Regions from separate parts of the Ovis aries genome. Here region 1 is linked to region 2. Evidence: chromatin contacts called from public Hi-C data. All regions are on one chromosome and are shown on one strand. The core of a region is the stretch at or near the end of the contact, and the rest is flanking DNA. Distances in the headings are between cores, read along the strand shown. Region 1 holds the start of BCAS1 (brain enriched myelin associated protein 1). Region 2 overlaps BCAS1 (brain enriched myelin associated protein 1).

Evidence for each region. A called contact is a pair of places that touch in the nucleus more often than the background predicts.
Region 1: a Hi-C map of liver shows a contact between it and region 2, with 3 times the contacts expected there. The contact joins the promoter of BCAS1 here to the enhancer-like site in region 2. A contact is called at or near these places in 2 of 16 Hi-C or Micro-C datasets (hypothalamus and liver).

What each region holds. Positions count from the first base shown.
Region 1 is chr13:81,547,237-81,553,493 of ARS-UI_Ramb_v3.0, forward strand. It overlaps BCAS1 (brain enriched myelin associated protein 1), which reads right to left and starts at 3,516. Exons shown (of 10, transcript XM_042230292.1): 1 at 3,388-3,516.
Region 2 is chr13:81,445,462-81,452,251 of ARS-UI_Ramb_v3.0, forward strand. BCAS1 (brain enriched myelin associated protein 1) reads right to left here. Exons shown (of 10, transcript XM_042230292.1): 10 at 6,207-6,790. Among named protein-coding and RNA genes, the nearest start is that of BCAS1, 100 kb to the right of the region's middle. Within about 2 kb of position 4,945, at least 7 of the 54 cell types and tissues checked have an H3K27ac peak or open chromatin away from gene starts, as enhancers often do. A contact at or near this core is called in liver, where this site is marked.

The DNA of each region.
Region 1 (6,257 bases), core at 2,266-4,765, 100 kb after region 2:
CTCACTGTTCATGTCTCCTGTTACTGCTGTAATCACCTCAGCTCTGTTTTGACCCACAAGTGAACTAGCCATTCAGGGAAGTTTTCTGTGCATCTCTCCTCGTTTACTCCAGGGAATGGTGTTCATCAGCCTCCTCTAATGTAATTAATCAATGAATCAGTTTTAGAGGGTTTGAACTGAATGACTTTGACATGAAACATTTATAAGCTTAAAGTGCAACATGTTCTACTTTGATACATTTATATAGTGTAATATGGTTGCCAATACAGTGATATTTACCATATGATGCAATTAAATGTCTGCACTGGTTTCCTGAGCCCTCAGTCTCCATGCTACTGCTCCTTACAAGCCCCTTCCCTTAAACACCTTTCCTCTTGTCCCCGCCCACTCCTCCCACCGCTGACTCTTCATTGAGCTACAAGTTAACGATATGTCCTCCTTCTCCAAACAGGTCGAACACCAGATGTGGTACCAGCTGCCCTAGAGAAAGAGCGTTTCTACGGCGGCCGTGCTGGCAGTTAAATGACTGTCAGATGGAGGAGGAAGTCCTCAAAGGGCGCAATGGCGACAGAGTTAGTCACTGGGTAAACGGAAACACCTTTGATCAATGCAGTGGAATGTAGGTAAACTGGGGGCCCTCCTCACCACCCACTGAGGGCGGTGCCACCAGGAGCAGGCTGGCATGCCCGACAGAACAAGCCCTCTGCCCCCAGCTCCAAAGACAGCATCAAGGTGAGTGATGAGAACAGACGTGCTGGGCCCCGCGGTCCTGCACCACCCGCGGTCCTGCACCGTGCTGGAACACGGGCTGCTGTGTGCAGAGAGGGCTGAAAGCCGTTCCTCTCTGGGCCCCAGCCCTGCGCCCAGTGCCCTGGTATGTGTGGGTTCAGGGCGAGGGCCTCCTTATCAAACCGCTGCTGAGTGTTTGAGGAGATCTGGGAATTGAGGTCCTGCTGTTGGAATGCTGTCTTGTGTTTGTGTCCCTTTACCCATCGCGGTTTCTAGAAGGCTCAGAGCTCAGCATCTTATCCCGAGTGTTGCCCCAAACATCTTTAGGCTAATAGTGATGGCAGGTAACATTAGCCGCAGCCTTACTAGGAGCTTGGCAGGGTCAGGAGTGGGGTGGGGCAGGAGAGGCGTCAGCGCCCACAATGCAAGGAGGCGGCCCCTTCGAGGTTGGACTGGTACGATGGGCACCTCAGAGTGAGTGCCTCCCCACATTGCCCCTGCAAGAGGCCCAGCACTGGGCACTTGACTTCCATTGTTTCCGTTTTTTCTTACAGCAGCCTGTTATCCCCAAATTACGCAGATAAAGACACTGAGGCTTAATGATGCAAGCCCTTCACCCTGAGAACGTAAACTCCTCGGGGCAGGTACCCACTTATCCTGGTTGCACAGAGTGTGCCCTCAAGTTATATCTGCTGATTTAATGGATAAAGGAGAGTAAAGGAACCCTGATCAGATAGAAAGTTCTGGTGAGGCAGAGCTAAGGTTGATCCTGGTTCCACAGGACTAAGGCATTCAGACCCTTCAGGCTGCCCAGCCCAGCCCAGCTCCGGGCAGCAGGAGAAGCTGCTGACACGGTGACTCTCCACAAATGTTTGAGCTGCCAGCGGCTCGGGTGGGCCTGCAGGAGCGGCCCTGCCCTCCGGGGCCTTTCCCAAACCTCTCTGTGCGTCCCCGTCGCCCCCAGAAGCCAGCCAGGATGGGCTCACCCAGGCCCGGTTCTCCCCTGAAGCACGTGCCTTTCCCTACAAAGACAACCCTTCCCGAGTTTCAGAACCCTGTGGGAAAAAACAGCCACCCTGATTTGGGACTCCTTCAGTCGAAATCCATGTTTGCAGGGCCCTCCCTTGGTTTTTATTTAGGGGCGGAGCTATACGGCTTCGCAGGTGGCTCATTGGTAAAGAATCTGCTTACCAATGCAGGAGATGCAGGTTCAGTCCCTGGGTCTGAGAGATTCCCCTGGAGGAGGGAAGGGCAGCCCACTCCAGTATTCCTGCCTGGGAAGCCCCATGGACAGAGGAGCCTGGCGGGGTACAGTCCATGGGGTCACAGAGAGTCGGACAGGACTGAGTGACTGAGCGGGCACACGCGCACACACACACCGGGATCTACACACTCCAGGCCTCTAAGGCAGCTCAACTCTAGCAGGGCATGATGACAGCGGGGTCAGATGCCTCCTGGTGCAAAGTTTAATGGGGTGCCAGAAAACTCAGCCATCAAGATAAATAATATATATATATATTTCAATAATGTATTATCTTAAAAAAACAGAATTAATGCTGGGACCGATTCTTCACAAAATGTGTGGTTACTTAGTTCATTGTGGATGTTTTCGCATTCGTTGAAAATTTTAAAAATATTGCTTTAAAATATAATCTATTTCAAAGATGGAGTTCTTTGGCGTCTCTTAAATTCTGCCCCCAGGGAGAGGACAGAGCCTCACTCATCTCACTGAAGTCAGCTCTGACGGGAGCCCAGTTTCACAGCTTCCCTTCCGAGAGATCCAGGAGTCGCTACCCACCCCTCCCCAGCCTCATTTTCCTGATATCACATGGAGACGACGATAACAATGAAAATAACAGCTAATGCTCATTAAGCACGTCGCTAGGTGCTCCCTGCCTTGGCCCCTCAGTCCTCGTGGATGTCACTTTGATCTCGAGACTATTAACTTGCCTATTTCACCGACGAAGACCCTGAAGCTCGGAGAGTGCAGGCACCCACCCCAGGGCGCCCCGCCAGTCGGTGGTGGGGCTGAGACTGGACCGGGCGTCAGCAGGGCTCCAGACCACCTGCTCTCCCATCACCATCGCTGTTCAAGGCAGCCAACGGAGTTTCTGAGGGCAACGCAGTTTCTGGAGTCTGCTGCTGGGATCGGAATCCTGCAGGCGCCTCCAGGGGAGGTTGTCAATGTTAAATAAGAGCCCAATTCACCAAAGTCCCTGGGGGAGTCCTTCTCCTCATCTCCTTCACCTCCTTAGGCGCTGCCCCCAGACACAGCCTCAAAGCTGGCTCTGCACTGGGGGACTCTAGTTCTGATGGTGGTCTCCCAGGCACACAGCATGCCCCTCCATCCGCTGACTCTCCCCCCAAGGTTTACACTTGAAGTGACATGCAACGGGTCCATGCAAATAGTTATTTCTGCTGTTTTGAACTCAACACTGCCCACACTATCATGTAATCCTTGTATCCTTTTAGGTAGGGCTATCTTTGGGTCCATTTCGCAGATGGTGAAACTGAGGCCCTCGCAGACCCAATGCCACACAGTGACTCACTGGCAGAGCCAGGGTCAAGCTCAACCCTCTCTGGCCTCTGGCTTCTATAGTTCATCATCCGCAAAGAACAAACTCTCCGGCCTTGCTGAAAAGATCTGGAAGCAGTTACCTGCAAGCCCCCGGTGGGAGTGTCTTCTGTCCTTGGTGTCTCCTGGAGCTGCTTCCGCGTGGAGTGCTGTGCGTCCAGCTGGTGCTGCCCAGTGCCAGGCTGTCAACTGAGCCCAGCTCCTTGCCCTTTGCTTCCTCGTCCGGAGCCTGCTGGCTGAATACACAGAGCAGGGCAAACACAAGCCTGGGTGGAGCTCGCCTCTCCCGGGCCGCCCTGCAGGAGCGGCTTCTCTTCCTGGCCCGGGGGCTGGCCTCGCCTCTCCCGGAGAACCCGAGCCCCCGACTGCTCTTGTGCTGACGCCTCCCTGGCCCCACGAGCGTCCTGTCCTCACCGGCCGCGTCCGCTCAGGCTGACCTGGGCAGCTAGCTCCCTTCCCCAGTGACCACAGGGCCTGGGGAAAGCTGGGAAAACACGTTCTGTGAGGTTCTGCAGTTCTGTCTGCCTTTCACCTTCATTCTTTCTGAGACACCACCAAAGGGGGAGGAAACACCATCTCACCCCCCACAGCCTCCAGTCACGTAAACATCCCTCCCAAAGGCCTGTGGGTACTGGAAAGCGGGTAACCTAAGGGTGGTTTACTGCTCTGGAGACAGGGCCTAGCACTGGAAAGGGCATTCTTCTTTCCTGCAAGCTAGAAATTCAAGACGGGCCATTCAACGTATTTAATTCCAGCAAGGATGTTTACTACAGCATCTTAGAAAGACACATGTGATACAATAGGAGAGTGTAAACAGAGAGATAACGAGGGGCTTCCTTGGCGGTCCAGCAGTTAAGACTCTGCACTTCCAAGGAAGGGGGCACAGGTTCAATCCCTGGTCCAGGAACTAAGATCCCATAGGCCACATGGCCAGAACAAAACCAGAAAGCTAAGCTGATAGTTATACAACTCTGTAAATATACCAAAAGTCACTGAATTGTGCAAGTAAAGCAAGTGAATTGTATGGTATGTAAACTGTAAGTCAATTTTTAAATTTTTAAAAAAGATAACAAAAGAAGGCATCACCGACTCAATGGACATGAGTTTGAGCAAGCTCCGGGAGTTGGTGATGGACAGGGAAGCCTAGCGTGCTGCAGTCCATGGGGTCTCAAAGAGTCAGACACGACTGAGCGACTGAGCTGAACTCAACTGAGCAAAAGAAGATAGACAAATGAGAGTGGGTACATTGAATGGGGGTAAGACCACTGGCGAGTGTATGTGTGGGTTTATAAACTTGCTCAGATGTGGCTTTGAGCTTCCCAACAGCCAGTGCAAAGAGGGAAGCGTGATGAGCTATGTTATTCAGTGTTCTTGAGAAAACATTCCAGAGAAATAAAACCAGTAATTACTCTGGCTTTGTTCATTAATATACGCATCCCAGCACCCATCATGAATACTTGTCAAGCCCCAGCTGTCTACAGGCCTATGCTTAGAGGCCCTGCCCCGACCCTGCCCAGGCCCACTATAATTAAACACGGAGTACTGCAAGGAAACAGAGTCACAGAGTGGGATCCTCATTATGAAACGAAAGCTGAGGCTGCTAGGCAGGAGAAGCAGGGGGAGCTAGAGGAGGCCCCTTCAGAAAGCCCCGTTTAAGGAACAGAGATGTTGCTGAAATAAACGCTGAACTCACAACGGGATGCTCCACAATTACCTCTATAAACCGGATTCCAGCTCCACACTGTACCTTTAAGTGGGGAATGTAACGAGCCCGATTGCTAAGCAGCTGTCAGGCGTGCACAGCATACCAACACAGACACAAGCAGGGGGTGAGGCGGCCTGCAGGTCGAGGGCCTGGACTCCCAGACCCCGGGCCCACAGCGGACCCCAGGCCCACCCCATGCCTGACCGGCTGCTGAGTGGGAGCCAGCCGCTTGCTCTCCCCAGCCCTCAGTCTCTGCCGCCCCTCTCGGCTGCGGTGCTTTTGTATTTATTGTGTGCTGGGTTCTGTGTCTCTGACGCCCAGAACCCTGCAGAGCAGGATGGCCTCTCCCTGCCATAGAGGAGGGCTCAGCAAGCCCTCCCTGAGTGGACCAGCTCTCCCGTCAGTATTTGTGACAGGCAGTACCTTGTGGATGGCGTCTTACCACGAAGAAACATCGTCTAGGCAGGGAGCTTGTCTGGTCTATCACAGACCCTTCCCGAGGGTTGCTGAGGAGTGGTCCCACGGGCAGGGCTGGCTCAGTGATGGGCAGGACCTAATCCAGAGACCCTTGTTCTAAAAGCAGGAAACAGTGCTGGGAGAGGGCATGTAGGGCTTCCCAGGCGGTGCAGTGGAAACGGACCCACCCGCCATGCAGGAGACGCAGGAGGCTAGGGTTTCATCCCCGGGCCCCTGGAGAGACCCCCTGGAGGACGAAGTGTCAGCCACTCCAGGACTCGTGCCTGGGGAATCCCATGGATGGAGGAGCCTGGCGGGCTGCAGTCCGCGGAGTCGCAGAGTTGGACACGGCTGAGCGCGCATGAGCACGCGTGCAGAGGTTCTAAACCAGAAAGCATTTTCCTTTCTCCCACAGCCTCTCACTATGGTCTATATTCTACTTACTATTCTAAGTCATTCCAAGTAAAGAGAGACTGAAATTTTCGGTTATTAGCATGAGTTTTGCGATCCAGTTTTCTAGCATGCAATATCGGACACGACTGAGCGACTTCACTTTGGACTTTCCTGCATTGGAGAAGGAAACGGCAGCCCTCTCCAGTGCTCTTGCCTGGAGAATCCCAGGGGCGGGGGAGCCTGGTGGGCTGCCGTGTATGGGGTCACACAGAGTCGGACACGACTGAAGCGACTTAGCAGCAGCAGCAGCAGCAGCGCAATATCAGTTTTAAATGCAGTGAACTCCTTGGAATACCCCAACTCACACAGCTTATATCCCCTTTTTCACTAGAACAGAGT
Region 2 (6,790 bases), core at 3,695-6,194:
GACAAGGATGCCGCTTAAGGGTGTCCCGAGGACTGGGTGGACTTTGAGCCCTTGAAAGAAGACATACCTTCTACCTCGGGTAGATGTCCTGGGCATCCTCATCAATATGCTTTCTGAGCAATTGTTTGCCAGGCACTCTAGTAACAAGCTATAACTACATTGTCTCATCTCCCTGGTGGCTCAGACAGTAAAGAATCTGACTGTAATGCAGGAGATCTGGGCTCCATCGCTGGGTCAGGAAGACCCCTGGAGAGGGAAACGGCAACCCACTCCAGTATTGTTGCCTGGAGAAGCCCAAGGACAAAGGGACTTGGTGGACTGCAGTCAGTGGAGCCGCCAAGAGTAGGACATAACTGAGCAAGTGATACGCTCTAGTGACAAGCTGTAAATGTGTGTCTTATTACTCTTCTCATCAACTCTTAAGTTCCCCGATTGTTTCCATTCTACAGAGAAGCGAACTAAGGCAAAGTAACTAACGCTCTCACAGCCTCAGGCCATAGATGTGGGTCATCAGCTGCACGATGGGGCTAAAGGCCAGACTCCCATACATGACGCTTGGAAATAAGCATTCAAACATCCTTTCAAGGACCAAAGCCATTCAGAGGTTTTATCTGAGTATTTCTTATATTCTGTGAAGAGGTTTAGAAGTAAAACGATGACGCTTTATGGTGTCTGCTAGTTGAGGTCACTCAAGGGGTCCAGGGACTATTAGTTGAATTGAGTTTGCGTTCGATCCACGTGCAACTGAAGTATAAATCTGATTCTGTAACCCTCCAGCTCAGATCTCTTCCCTGGCTCCCTACTGCCCACAGAAGAAGGTTTAAGCTTCTCACTGCGGGCTCCTTTCTGCGTGTCCCTGTCGATGTGGTCTTGCCTCCTCTCCAGCCTTCACCATCTGTCTTCCCCACAGTCTCACTCCAGCCATGCTGACCTACTTGCCATCCCCTCTGTAAACACGGGCCTTTTGCACTTCCGTTCTGCCGGAAGCCCCTTTGGCCATTCTTTATGAGTTAGTTCAACCGTCACCTCCTGAACCGGCCAAGCTCCATCCCCGTTAGTCTTGAGGCAGATTCTTCCTCTAAGCACCCCCCCTGCCGTGCGTTTATTTATATTACAGTTGTCTTTGCGTCTATCTGTCTCTCACAGATGCAAAAATATGCCTTTAAGAAGAGCTTAGTTGGGTTGCAACCTTGGCTCTGACCTGTGTGTCCGCAGGCTAAGTTGCTTCTCCTCTCTAAACCTTGCTCTCCTCACCTGTAAAATGGGCAGTAAACAAGGGACTCCTTGTGAAGCACGACACCGGACCTGTACTGTAAACTCCAAGGTTGGCTGTGATTATCTTTGCATGTTCAGAACTGGTCTTTTTTTGGTTGACACTCAGTGAAGTCAGAGCTCAACCTTGACCAGTGGTTTTTAATTTTCCCTGCATCAGAACCACCTGGAGGGCTTGTGAGGCTCCACCCTGGGTCTGGAGTGGGGCTAGACAATTTGCATTTCTAATTGGTTCTCAGCTGATGCTGACTGTTATGGAACCACACTTTGAGGACCACTCAGCTGGGCACCTGAGGAGAGAAGATGGGTTAGAGTAATCCAACACATGGAGTTAAAGTCAAGCCAGAGCATAAGGCAACCCTCTTTCCAATGGATACGGCCTTAAAGTGCTTATCAACTTACCCATCCAGACGCTATTTACTCAGTATTCACTGTGCCCAGGTATTGTACATTGATGATAGGGCAGTGAATGAGACAGGAAGGTCCCTGCTGTTGATGGGCTCACAGTCTAACGACCCCGGTCTGCAGGGCAAGCGTCATAGTTGCTCAAGTCCCATCAGGAACTTGAAGGGGCCTGGCTGGCTTCGGAAATGGGTAACTTTAAAAATACTGATATTCCCAGTTGCTTTATTGCTTCCTGCATCATCAGTTACCTTCTCAACATCAGGTTCACAGAAATGATAAATCAGAACTGATGACGGTGATCCTCTTATTCCCTCGTCTGACACTGCTGAAGTCAACTCATTCGGGACATGGCAGAGCTGAGTCCCAGAGGATCAGAGCCAGGTTGTGACAAAATACCTATTACATAAACTGGTAAATATCCCTACTGTTGTTGTCGTTATTAACTAGCTAGCTTGAGTAGGAGTTTTCAGGTACTTGGTGCTAACATTCCCTGTGCGGTAACAGCCCTCCTGTACTGGTTTTTTTTTTTTTTTAATGTACCAGCCATTGCACAAAGGGTTTGCCTTGCTCCATCTCAATCCACGCTCACAGCAGCTCCACGAGTTATGCACTATTATTACTCTCCTGTTTAGGGAGCAAACTGACAGGGTAAGTCACTTGCCCTCTCCTCTCGTTGGGTGTGAGGGTGACCTCCATGCTTGGCAGTGACACCAACTTAACCGTTTACAATCACACTACCCTTCTCAAGCTTCTTCTAAGTCTGAGCTGATAAAAATGGAAAAACTAACCAATAACCAACCTTACCTTTGTTTGGGGGACTGAGAATCACAGGGAGCAATGGACTCACCAGGTTGACCCTCTTACCCTAGTTCTCATCATTAAACTTAACCACTTTCCAGGAGTTACCCAACAAACGCACTCTTAAGAGTTGCTCAGCCCAACCTCCCGGTCAGCGGTCAGAGAAAAGGGCCAGGCTGGAGATCTGGGCTCCAGGTCTTGGACTCCCTCCTGTGGCCAGATTTAAATAGAAAAGCTTCAAGGAGAAGAAATCGCGTGCGATCAGGGCCAGATCCAGCTGGGGCCATTCTGTTAAGCAGTGCACCTTCGGGAGGGGAGGAAGCCTTAGAGTGACACCATTCCCTCTCACAGTGAAATACAACAGGGGATGCAGCTAAGTCCAGTCAGGGCACACGGCTTTAACTCAGATAACTCAGTCAAAAAGCAGCCTGCAAACCGTAAAGTGTGCCAGTGTAAGGATGCTGTATCAGTGCCTTTGGTAAAAGTGAAAGTGTTAGCTGCTCAGCTGTGCCCCCATGGACTGTGGCCTGCCAGGCCCCTCTGTCCACGGGAGTCTCCAGGCAAGAATGCTGCAGTGGGTTGCCATTTCCTTCTCCAGGGGATCTTCTCGACCTAGGGATAGAACTCAGGTCTCCTGCGTTGCAGGCTGATTCTTTGCCATCTGAGCCACCAGGGAAGCCCAGCTGTCACCCTTACTTTCATAAAATTGCCCTGATTTTCTATCCAGGCACTGGCAATGGCTAGTTAAAGGGCCAGGGGGTGAAGAGGCTCCAGTGAGTGGCTTTCCAAGAGAGGGAAACAAAAGAGTTAAGCTCCTCTGAAAACCAATTTACGCCAAGGACTGGATTCTGACGGGCACTCAGGCCACTGCTAGAGATCTGAATTACAAATTTACAGAATTTGCTGCTCTGTAAGTAATTCCTTTTCTTCCTAATGGAGCCCGTAATTTCCGGGGTTGTGGGGGGTGGCGGGTGTCACTTGATTTCCACTGATAGAATGAACAAGATGTGTACCCGAGAGGAGCTTAATTCTACTCACCGTGCGAACTGCCTTTTTTATTAATAAAAGGGCGAGAAAGGGCTTGGGAGGATAGTTAAAAGCTGATAAGAATCATTTTAGATTTCTGCAAAGCGCATTCCCTGCATTTCCAACTTGGGTGAGTTAATACTGGCAATCATCTTCCTTTCCTCCCCTTTCAGGTAGCGTGGTGAGCTGATTCTAGATCAGGTTGGGATTCTTTGACAAAAGAAATGCTGCCCATCAGGCCTGCTCCCTTCCAGGCACTTTGAGGAGGAGCCAGCAAGGCGCAGACTCGAACCTGCTGGAGTCTCATTAAATGGGACCCCAGTGCATCTGTTTGCACACAAACAACAGCAATGCAGCTAGAGAGTCTGTGTGTGTGTGTGTGTGCGCGCGTGTGTGCGTGTGTGCGTGCGTGCGCGCAAATCCCTGATAATTTGTTTAAAGGGCAGGGGGGCACAACAAAACCACAAGGACTTCGCTCTCTTTCTCTTTTCCTTCCCTTTTTGGCATTTTCCTTGGGTGGCATGTGCCCCTCTCCCCAGGATGAATTCATGAGAGACCTCAGGGGCTGCTGAGAACAACTGTGATTTGAGTGAATTCTTTTACGGATATCAGTCCAGACGTCGCCGTTGGCTGGATCTGGCAAGCAGCGTTTCCCTGTTGTTGTTGTTGGTTTTCCCTGACGGTGGCCAGTTCAGCTCGACAGCCCAGGTCCTGCAAAGGCCACGGAGACACTTCCATGTGCACCTGAAAATAAATAATAAGTTAACGGGCATGTCAGCGTCAAAAAGGCACCTGTGCCCCCTCCCCCAGGTGTTAATTTCTCTTTCTGTTTTGGGGTGCGCTTAACATTTTACTGTGGGTGGTTTTGCTATCCAAAGGGCATTCCTGGGCGCTGCCGCTTAAAGAACTTCAGCCCCTCTGTGAGTCTGTCCCTGGAGCTTTCCTGCACTCACTTGGGGAGTGGCTATTCTTTTCACTCCTAAGCCAACAGGAAGCATGGAAATTAGTATTTATTGCAAATGCATCAGGAATGGGCTTTCCAATCAAAACCAGACAAACCCCACCAAACTAAAAAAAACGGAATTTTAACTTGCTTCGCAGGCTGCAACTGGCTTTAGAATCTCCCCAATAATTGTTAGAGTCCTCTCTGGCTTAGTTTTCTTAAAAACAGAACAAGCAATTTCATTCAAAGATGGCTCTCTTTTTTTGGCCAGGAGGATGGGAAACCAGTTACGGAAACCGTTGGCATGCTCTGCAGCAAGATTCTCAGCAGAGAACTTCTTTTTAAAAGTTTGAAAAATTTTTTCCGGGGTGGGAGGGCTCCTTTGGCATTAGTGAGTCAGTCTCGCCCTGGAGACATTTCTCATCAGGGCAAAAAGCCCCTGTGTCCAGTGAGGTGAAACTTGCAAATAATACTGTCACCTTTCTCAACAGACCGGCGTGGCCAGAGCTCAAAGGTCATGCCAGGCAACCCCCGCGGTGTTTATAGACAAAGCAGTGACTGGCTGCCTGTTTGCCTTGAATCATCCCATGTGCTGTGATGGGGATGATGGAGGGAAAATCATCCCCCAGTGAGGTCTTCCCCAGAGGGTTTTTTCCCCTGATCTGGGCCAAGTTAAGCATGCAGACATGAAGCAGCATGAGGTCATTCTCAGCTGGGTGAGTCACAAACGGCAGGAGAGGAATGTCCAGGTTCGGGCAGGAGGGCTGGAGAAGCCAAACCCACCCCAAGAAGAAAGCCTCTGGCCTTTCCTGGAAGCTGAGCTCTCAGGTGCAGCCAGCCGGTCCGAGCTGGTAGCCAGTGGGTCCTGGGAGCCAAGGGCCTCCCAAACTTTTTTTGGTGAAATAATTTTGTCCTGAACACATTTTCCAAAGGCCTTTTTGCCCAAGCCACAGTTTTCTTTGCCTAAGGTATGGACTTCTCAGGAGCAGGCGTTCAGTGCTGTTTCTAGCCACGGTGTGGTGGACTATACACGCGGTGGGTTTGTAGGAGCCACGGGGACTGCGGCTCTGTCAGTCACGCGTGTCCATCTGCCTGTGTAAGACTGTGGACGTGTGCATGCGTCTGTCTATTCTGTATGAAACACGTGTTCCTGAGTGTGTGCGCATCTGTGGCTATAAATACACACTGGGTGTATGTGTCACTCGTGGACACTCGGACTGACTCTGAACCTCCAGCCCAAGCGATCCCAGCTTCTCAGCTCAACTGTAGAAATTTGCCTGGCCTAACACCTCCCGGGGTGGTCCATGACTCACCAACAAGGGGACAAAGGCCAGCCTCCTTGCTTGTAAGTAGAACCAACTTTGTGGTACGATTCACATATGATTGAGGCTCCAGGGCCCCCTGGGAGACAGAACGAAACTGCGCTCCAGCTGAGACCAGACCCTGCCCCGTCCTCCTCTTCCTCCCTTTCCTCCAGGAGCCCGCCTTCAGGCTCACCCCGGCACCAAGTCTCTGTGTCAGGCTCGTCTCTTTCAGTGTGGCCAGAGGCAGTGTGTATATATTACACGTGTGTGCGTGTGCATATGTGCAAACATACACGTGCACACATCTGTGTGTGCACACGCCCACGTGTGAGGAGATCGAGGAAGATCTGGGAGAGGAAGTAAGATGCAGGGGAGCATCCATCTTCTGACATGGGAGATAAAGCCACCGCAGACACAGAGCTCCCGGCCTGCTTTAAAAGCGGAACATTAAAAGATCGTTCAGATGCCAAAGTATTTTTTTATTAAATCAGAAAAAGATACAGTATACATGATATCAGTCGATCATATGGCTAGGTTTTGAACTACACTTTAATACACCATGGTCCTATGTACTCCTCTGTACAAGTATTAAAAAAAACTCAGGTATTTGAATAATCTGTAAATTTTTATTATTAACTGCGGTTATGGGAGGGTTTTATCAGAGCACATCCTGAGAACATTAGGAAATTACAGACAGGCTGGAGATAAGTGTCAGACAGAACAGATGAAGCAAGCCCCTCAGCCATCTGAGAGACATTAATAATGTAAGATTGCAGAGACCAAATCTTTGTTAGGGATACGGGATGCGGGACGAAAATGGAGACCTTGGCGCCCCCTCGTGTTGCAAAAATAAACTCGCAACGTCTTTTATTTGGTTTGGTTTGGGGTGTTTGGTTTTTTTTTTTTTTGAAGTTGTAATCCTGGCCCTTGTCACTGAGCCTCAAAAAGCAATTGTTTTCCCAAATCATGTCAAGTCCTCTCCAGTCGATCTTTCCCCTCCCGTCAATAACGTTCAAGGACCCTATTTGAAAAACAACTCTCA